2 separate regions of the Triticum aestivum genome follow, and region 1 is linked to region 2. Evidence: chromatin contacts called from public Hi-C data. All regions are on one chromosome and are shown on one strand. Each heading gives the region's core, a stretch centred on a gene start, on an enhancer-like site or on the middle of the called end of the contact. The rest is flanking DNA. Distances are from core to core; before and after follow the strand shown. Region 1 holds the start of LOC123134391 (putative aminoacrylate hydrolase RutD). Region 2 holds the start of LOC123137930 (ATPase family AAA domain-containing protein 3C).

Region 1 (2,936 bases), core at 312-2,811, 430 kb before region 2:
TCACCACCATAGTTTCGCCGAGACATGGTGTCCTAGAGCTTTGCCTCGTCACTCTGGTCATCCTTGACGACAAAAACAAGCGAAGAAGCCGCAGAACGACCGAATCGACCGCGTCTTCAACCTCGGAGCCGCCGGCCGTTGCCGTCGAATTCAACACCTTCAGAGCACCCCTGACCTCGCCGGCCTGCTCACCTGAATCGCCATGAGCTCCTCTCCTTTTACCCCTTTCTCCCGTTGTCGAATTTGTTCGGTAACTAATTCCTTCGCCATGCCGGAGAGCTCCGGCCGTCGTGCCTCTCTGCCGTCGTTGTTTGAGCACAAATTGATTATGCGTGAGCACTATACTGAGACCATGGAGCTCCAACGATGCCATCTAGCTGCTTAGCTCGCTCGCTTGCAAGCTGTAACTCGGCGCTCATGCAAGCCCGAGCTCCGCCACCGCGCAGCTCGCCGCCGTCAACGCTGCTGGACACCCTAGCATCTTACTGCCGGCGCGGCCGCCGCCGGCGGGCCCTTCCGCGTCTCCTCCCTTTCCTCTCGAAGTCCATCTCCCGCCGACGCGCCCGCATGCTTGCCTCTGCTCCGAATCAGCCATCGCAGGGCAGAGTAACAGAGGAGGAAGAAGAAGATAAAAGGAGCATAAGAGGATGAGTGGCTGACTGATGGGTCCCCCGTCCACCTCAGCGGGTCAAACTTTGACTTGGATTAGTCTTTGCCACGTCGGCCCGACAGGCGGGACCCACCTGTCGGTTTTGCTGTTTTGGCGACCAAATTCCAGCATCAGTGCTCCGCGTTACGCATTAGGCTCATAACTGGTGGTTCTTTGTGACTTGGCTCAAATCTGGTATCAAGTTGTTACCCTAGCCCCAAGTGTGGTGGTTTTGGGTAAATAACTCTAGATATGGTTATAGCTTTTTGTTACTATCACAAAAGTGGATGAGGACAACGCGTCTTTAGTTTATTCCAACGTTTGTAATCATCGCTAGTTGGTCCATAGATCTGGTTATAGTTTTTTGTTACTTATATATGGTGTTCTTTGTACTATCGTGACAGATTATGAATAGATCGAAAGTTTGTCTTAAAGAAACAAAAATCTTATCTAGAGGATGGCAGTTTTTATAAAGTAGCATGACAATTTTAGTAATTTTTCAAAACGTGCCATTTTTATAAATTTGTGCGTATTTTTTGGCCAATGTCATTTATATCTAGAAGATGGCAGTTTTAAAGTTTAGCATGTCAAAAATGTCAGATCACTCGACTTTTTTCGTTTTAAAGTTTAACGTGGCATTTTTCAAACAAAAAAACTGTTTAATTGGTCTTTTTTGGGTCAATCGGGGCTCGCCCTGGCCTGCCCCCTGGCAAACGGCCAGAAAGGGTCGCTAGGAGCTGCTCAGCTCCTTGGCGATGGCGATCGAGCGACAGTTATTGGGTCCTAAAAAAATTATGTCCAAAGTGTGGAGAAATGCTTGAGAAGCAGCCGGCGCGTCACAGTAGTAGGATGGGTTTGTTGCGCCAAGCCACCAATCGAAGCTAAACGTACGCGCATGTGTGGATTGTGGTAGATCACTAAACCCCACTAAACCCGCCCCCTGTTCCTTCTCTGTTCCCGTTGGATCGCTTCTTGCTGCTGCCCTATCCCTCCCACGATCGCCACCCAACTCCCACCCGTCCTCAGGCCGGTCGCCGTCAGTAGCCGCCGTCGACGTCACCGGTCGTTACAACGCCCGTCGTCGCGTTCTCACAGGTCACAGCTGACCCCTGCTCCTCCGGCGTCCCCCCTACTAATACAAGCCCGGCCACTGCTCCGAGTTCAAACACTTGAGCCGCAACGTGCACGTGCTAGCACACTACAGCCGCCCACGCACGTAGGCACGGCAAGGTCACAGGGAAGATGGTGAACTTGATCGAGGCGCAGAAGCCGCTGCTGACGGGGATGATGAGGCTGGCCGGGCTCCGCCCCATCGACGTCGAGCTGGAGCCGGGCACAACCATGCACGTCTGGGCTCCCAAGCACCACGCCGGCAAGAAAGGAACCACCATCAGCCCGCACGATGCCAGCGCCGCCGTCGCCGCAGGGGAAGACGCCGCCGCCGCCAAGAAGCCATCAGGCGGCCGTCGTGGGAGCAGGAGGAAGGGCCCCGAGTCCAAGCCCAACGTGGTCCTCATCCACGGCTTCGCCGCCGAGGGCAACGTGACGTTCCAGTTCAACTTCGGCGTGCTGGTGTCGCGCTACAACGTGTACATCCCGGACCTGCTCTTCTTCGGCAAGTCGTCCACGACGGACAGCGCCGACCGGACCCCGGAGTTCCAGGCGCGGTGCGTGGCGGCGGCGCTGGCGCGGCTCGGCGTGGCGCGCTGCGACGTGGTCGGGTTCAGCTACGGTGGCATGGTGGCGTTCAAGCTGGCGGAGGCGCGGCCGGACCTGGTGCGGTCGCTGGCCGTGTCCGGGTCCGTGGTGGCCATGACGGACGCCGTGAACAGGGAGACCATGGAGCGGCTCGGCGCAGGGTCCTCCGCGGAGCTGCTCATGCCGGAGACGCTCCAGGGGCTCAAAGCGCTCTTCTCCGTCTCCATGTACCGGAAGATGTGGTTCCCGGACAGGATGTACAAGGACTACCTCAAGGTAATCAAGTTAGCACACCTATGTCTAGAACTCTAATGTTAAGTAATTTGGAACTGTTTATTAGTAAATGTGAATGCTAATTTTTGGAATTGACATAGTAGTAGTTCCTTTTCTTTCTTATTAATTAAATGCTGATTTTCTTGAATTGTTGTAACTTGAAATTTCTCATGTTTAGAAATAACACACATAGTGTTTTCTGTTTGTCTGGGAAATGCAGTGTTGGTTGGCGTAATTTGGGTGGTTAACTAATGCACGTACATGTGTTTTGCTTTGGTGATGAGTAGGCGATGTTCACGAATAGGAAGGAGAGGCT
Region 2 (3,044 bases), core at 169-2,668:
TTTGTTTGTCTCGCGATCATTTTTGGCCCTTTCTTTCAGAGTCTGTAGCTCTTGCTCTAAAATCTTCTGTTCTGTGGCACGCCTAGCTTGTTCTCTTTTTAAGGCACCAATCTCTTGCATCCTTACAAGTTCAGCGTCCCGTCGTCTTTCAGCTTCACGCTCTTCCTGTCAACATAGGTGCTTGATTAAATCATGTGTTGATGTTCTCCTTATAAACCCAATGCACCACAGGAAATAGCACCAACTTAACATAGATATAAACATTAACAAAGGTAGTTAGAGGGTAGAAGATTCAATACCTGTTTGCTTTTCTTAGCTAACTCATCCTCGTAGCGTAACCTTTGTGCCTCAATTTGTGATTGCTGTTTCAAATTTTCTCTATATTCTTCACCCATTTTCCGCTTCGCCTCCTGTCAGATAAGGGGCCGACACAAAAAATATGAGTGTATTGGCAGCAGCCATGTACAACGGCTCAATGCATCAACATAGTGAGACGCACAGATGAAATTTTATCCCACATAACGCATCTGTTCCAGTTTTAATTGGCATGAAGTTACAAATCGGTGAGTCCTTGCTATTCATGAAGATCGATGATGTGATTTGCTATGAATTATGACGTATACCACTTGAATGGTGAGATCCTAGATTTTTTATTCCAGACTAGAATGTTAACAGCTCTGCTTTCTTAAGCAGGTCTTGTTGTTGTTGCAGGAAGCTTTCTAAGCAAATTAATGGTTCTTCATTTCAAAGAAGTCGTGAACTCAAACACTACAGAAAGAGAATGCTCAAAAGGCGGATTAGGTAAAACAAATTCGAGTGGTCTAGCATTGGAATCGCGTGACATCGAGCAATTTTCGCATTAAAAGGGGAAAAGCCGCGAACAACTCACGATTTCCTTGACTTTCCAGTAGATATCGTGGTGGACCTTCTCCGCAGCCATCTCCGCGAGGCGCGTCTCCTCCTGGCTCTGCATCAGCCCAAACAGCTGCGGCCAAGCCCAACAACAGCAGGGGGCGTCAGAACGGGCAATAATCCGGGTAATAAGGGCAAGAGCGCGAGCAGCTTACCAGCTTGGCGTACCGGGAGCCATTGATCTGCCGCAGCGCGCGGGCCCCGCGCTCCAGCGCCTCGGGGTCGAACCCGCTGGAGCCGGAAGAGGCGGCGGCGGGGGCGGGGGCATCTGGAGGTGGAGGAGGAGGAGGAGCGGCGGGCTGGCGGCGGAAGGAGAAGATGCTATCCGCGTACGCGACTTCGCCGAGCGACGCCAATACCGCGGCCCCGGCGGCTACGGAGGCCGCCGCTTTCGCCGGCCGGAGTAGGCGGCGCATGGTGGGCGGGGGGCGCGAGGGTTTTCTCGGGGGTTTTGGCTAAGCGGCGACTGGAGAGAAATAGGAGAGGAGGACGGGATGGGAGAGAGCTCCCGTCGATGGGGGAGTTTTCCGGTAACCTTCTTTCTTGCTTTCCAAGCGAGAGTGCTGGATGGGCTTGTATTGGGCCTCGCCAGGTAGCATTCGGTTATATTCACTTTGGTTTGTGACGGCCCATATATCCTATTTGCCGCTCGTTGCGTCAAACTGCCGGGGCTTCCCACAAGCGAGCGACCGAGCAGCGACGCAACGGGCCGGCCTGTTTTAACCGTTCCAGCACTCCCGGTTTTGGGAACCTTCTAGAGGTTTCCAGCTGGTTTTTTCCGGTTTTGGGAACCTTCTAGAAGGTTCCTGAACCGGTTTTTTATTTTCCTTTCTTTTTCTATTTCAGTTTCTTTTTCTTTTCTTTTTTTCTTTTTTGTTTTTCAAGTTTATGTTTTCTCTCTCAAAAAAATGTTCGAGCTTTTACAAAAATGTTCAAAATTTGAAAAATGTTCGTGTTTTCAAATTTTGTTCATAAATTCAAAAACTGTATGCATTTACCAAAAAATGTTCAGAATTTTCAAAAAAAAATGTGTTAACAAAATTGTTCAGAATGTTTTCGTTCAAAATTTTGAAAACTTTTAAAAAAATGTTCGTGGTTTCAAAAAATGGTTCCGTTTCAAAAATTGTTTGCAATTTTCAAAAAATCTTTATGAATTTCTGAACATATTCGTTTTATATTTTCTTCATGTATTCAACTTTTGTTCACGTATTCAAAAAATGTTCAACTTTCAAATTTGTTTGGAATTTTTAAAATTGTTTCCTATTTCTAACTTTGGTCTAAAAATGTTCTTTTTCCTTTTCGGTTTCTTTTTTAGTTTCTTTTTTATTTTTCAATTTTTTTTGAAAAAAGTTCATGTTTCAAAAATTGTTCGTAACCTTAAAAAATTTGTTCCCACTTTCAAAAAACCTTATTTTTTTAAAAAAATGGCCGCATTTTCCAAATTGTTCATAAATTCAAAGAATGTTCGCATTTTAAACAAAATGTTGTGGGATTTAAAAAATGTTCCCTTTTTAAAAAATGTTCGTATTTGCCTTTTTTTGTTTTCTTTTTTTCCATTTTCGTTTTTTCTGTTTCAAGTTTTTTGTATTTCTCTTTCCTTTTCTCTTTTTCTTTTTTATTTGTTTTGTATTTATTTTTCTATTTGCTTATTCTTTCTATTTTTATTTTCCATGATTCTAAAATTTGTTTGAAATTTCAAAAAATGTTCGGAAGTTAAAAAATAGTTCCTTTTTTAAAAAATTTGTTCAAAAGTTCCAAAAAAATCATGATTTTTTTTACCAATTGTTCGCATATTTTGTAAAAATGTTCACCTTTAATAAAATGTTCATCAACTTTAAAAAAATTCCTGTTTCGAAATATGTTCTGAATTTCTAAAAAAGTGTCCACCTTTCAAAATATGTTCATAACTCCAAAAAATGTTCTGCTTTTTAATTTTTGTGCACAAATTCCAATAATGATCATAACGTTCGCATTTTGATAAATTTTGTTTACAGTTTCAATTTTTGTTTACAGGTGCAAAACATGTGTCCTTTTTTTTCCAAAATGTTGTTTTACAATTGTTCATTTTTCGGACATTTGTTTATAAATCCCAAAATGTTCTTCTTTATAAATTTGTTCGCAAATATTCAAAA

Evidence for each region. Hi-C and Micro-C count contacts between places; a contact is called where the count stands out from the background.
Region 1: a contact with region 2 is called in a Hi-C map of leaf, with 5 times the contacts expected there. The contact joins the promoter of LOC123134391 here to the promoter of LOC123137930 in region 2. A contact is called at or near these places in 4 of 5 Hi-C or Micro-C datasets (leaf and root).

What each region holds. Positions count from the first base shown.
Region 1 is chr6B:547,776,390-547,779,325 of IWGSC CS RefSeq v2.1, reverse strand. LOC123134391 (putative aminoacrylate hydrolase RutD) reads left to right here and starts at 1,561. Exons shown (of 4, transcript XM_044553652.1): 1 at 1,561-2,623; 2 at 2,908-2,936. The coding sequence starts at 1,892.
Region 2 is chr6B:547,348,883-547,351,926 of IWGSC CS RefSeq v2.1, reverse strand. It overlaps LOC123137930 (ATPase family AAA domain-containing protein 3C), which reads right to left and starts at 1,418. Exons shown (of 8, transcript XM_044557824.1): 1 at 1,068-1,418; 2 at 890-985; 3 at 300-410; 4 at 1-165. The coding sequence starts at 1,328.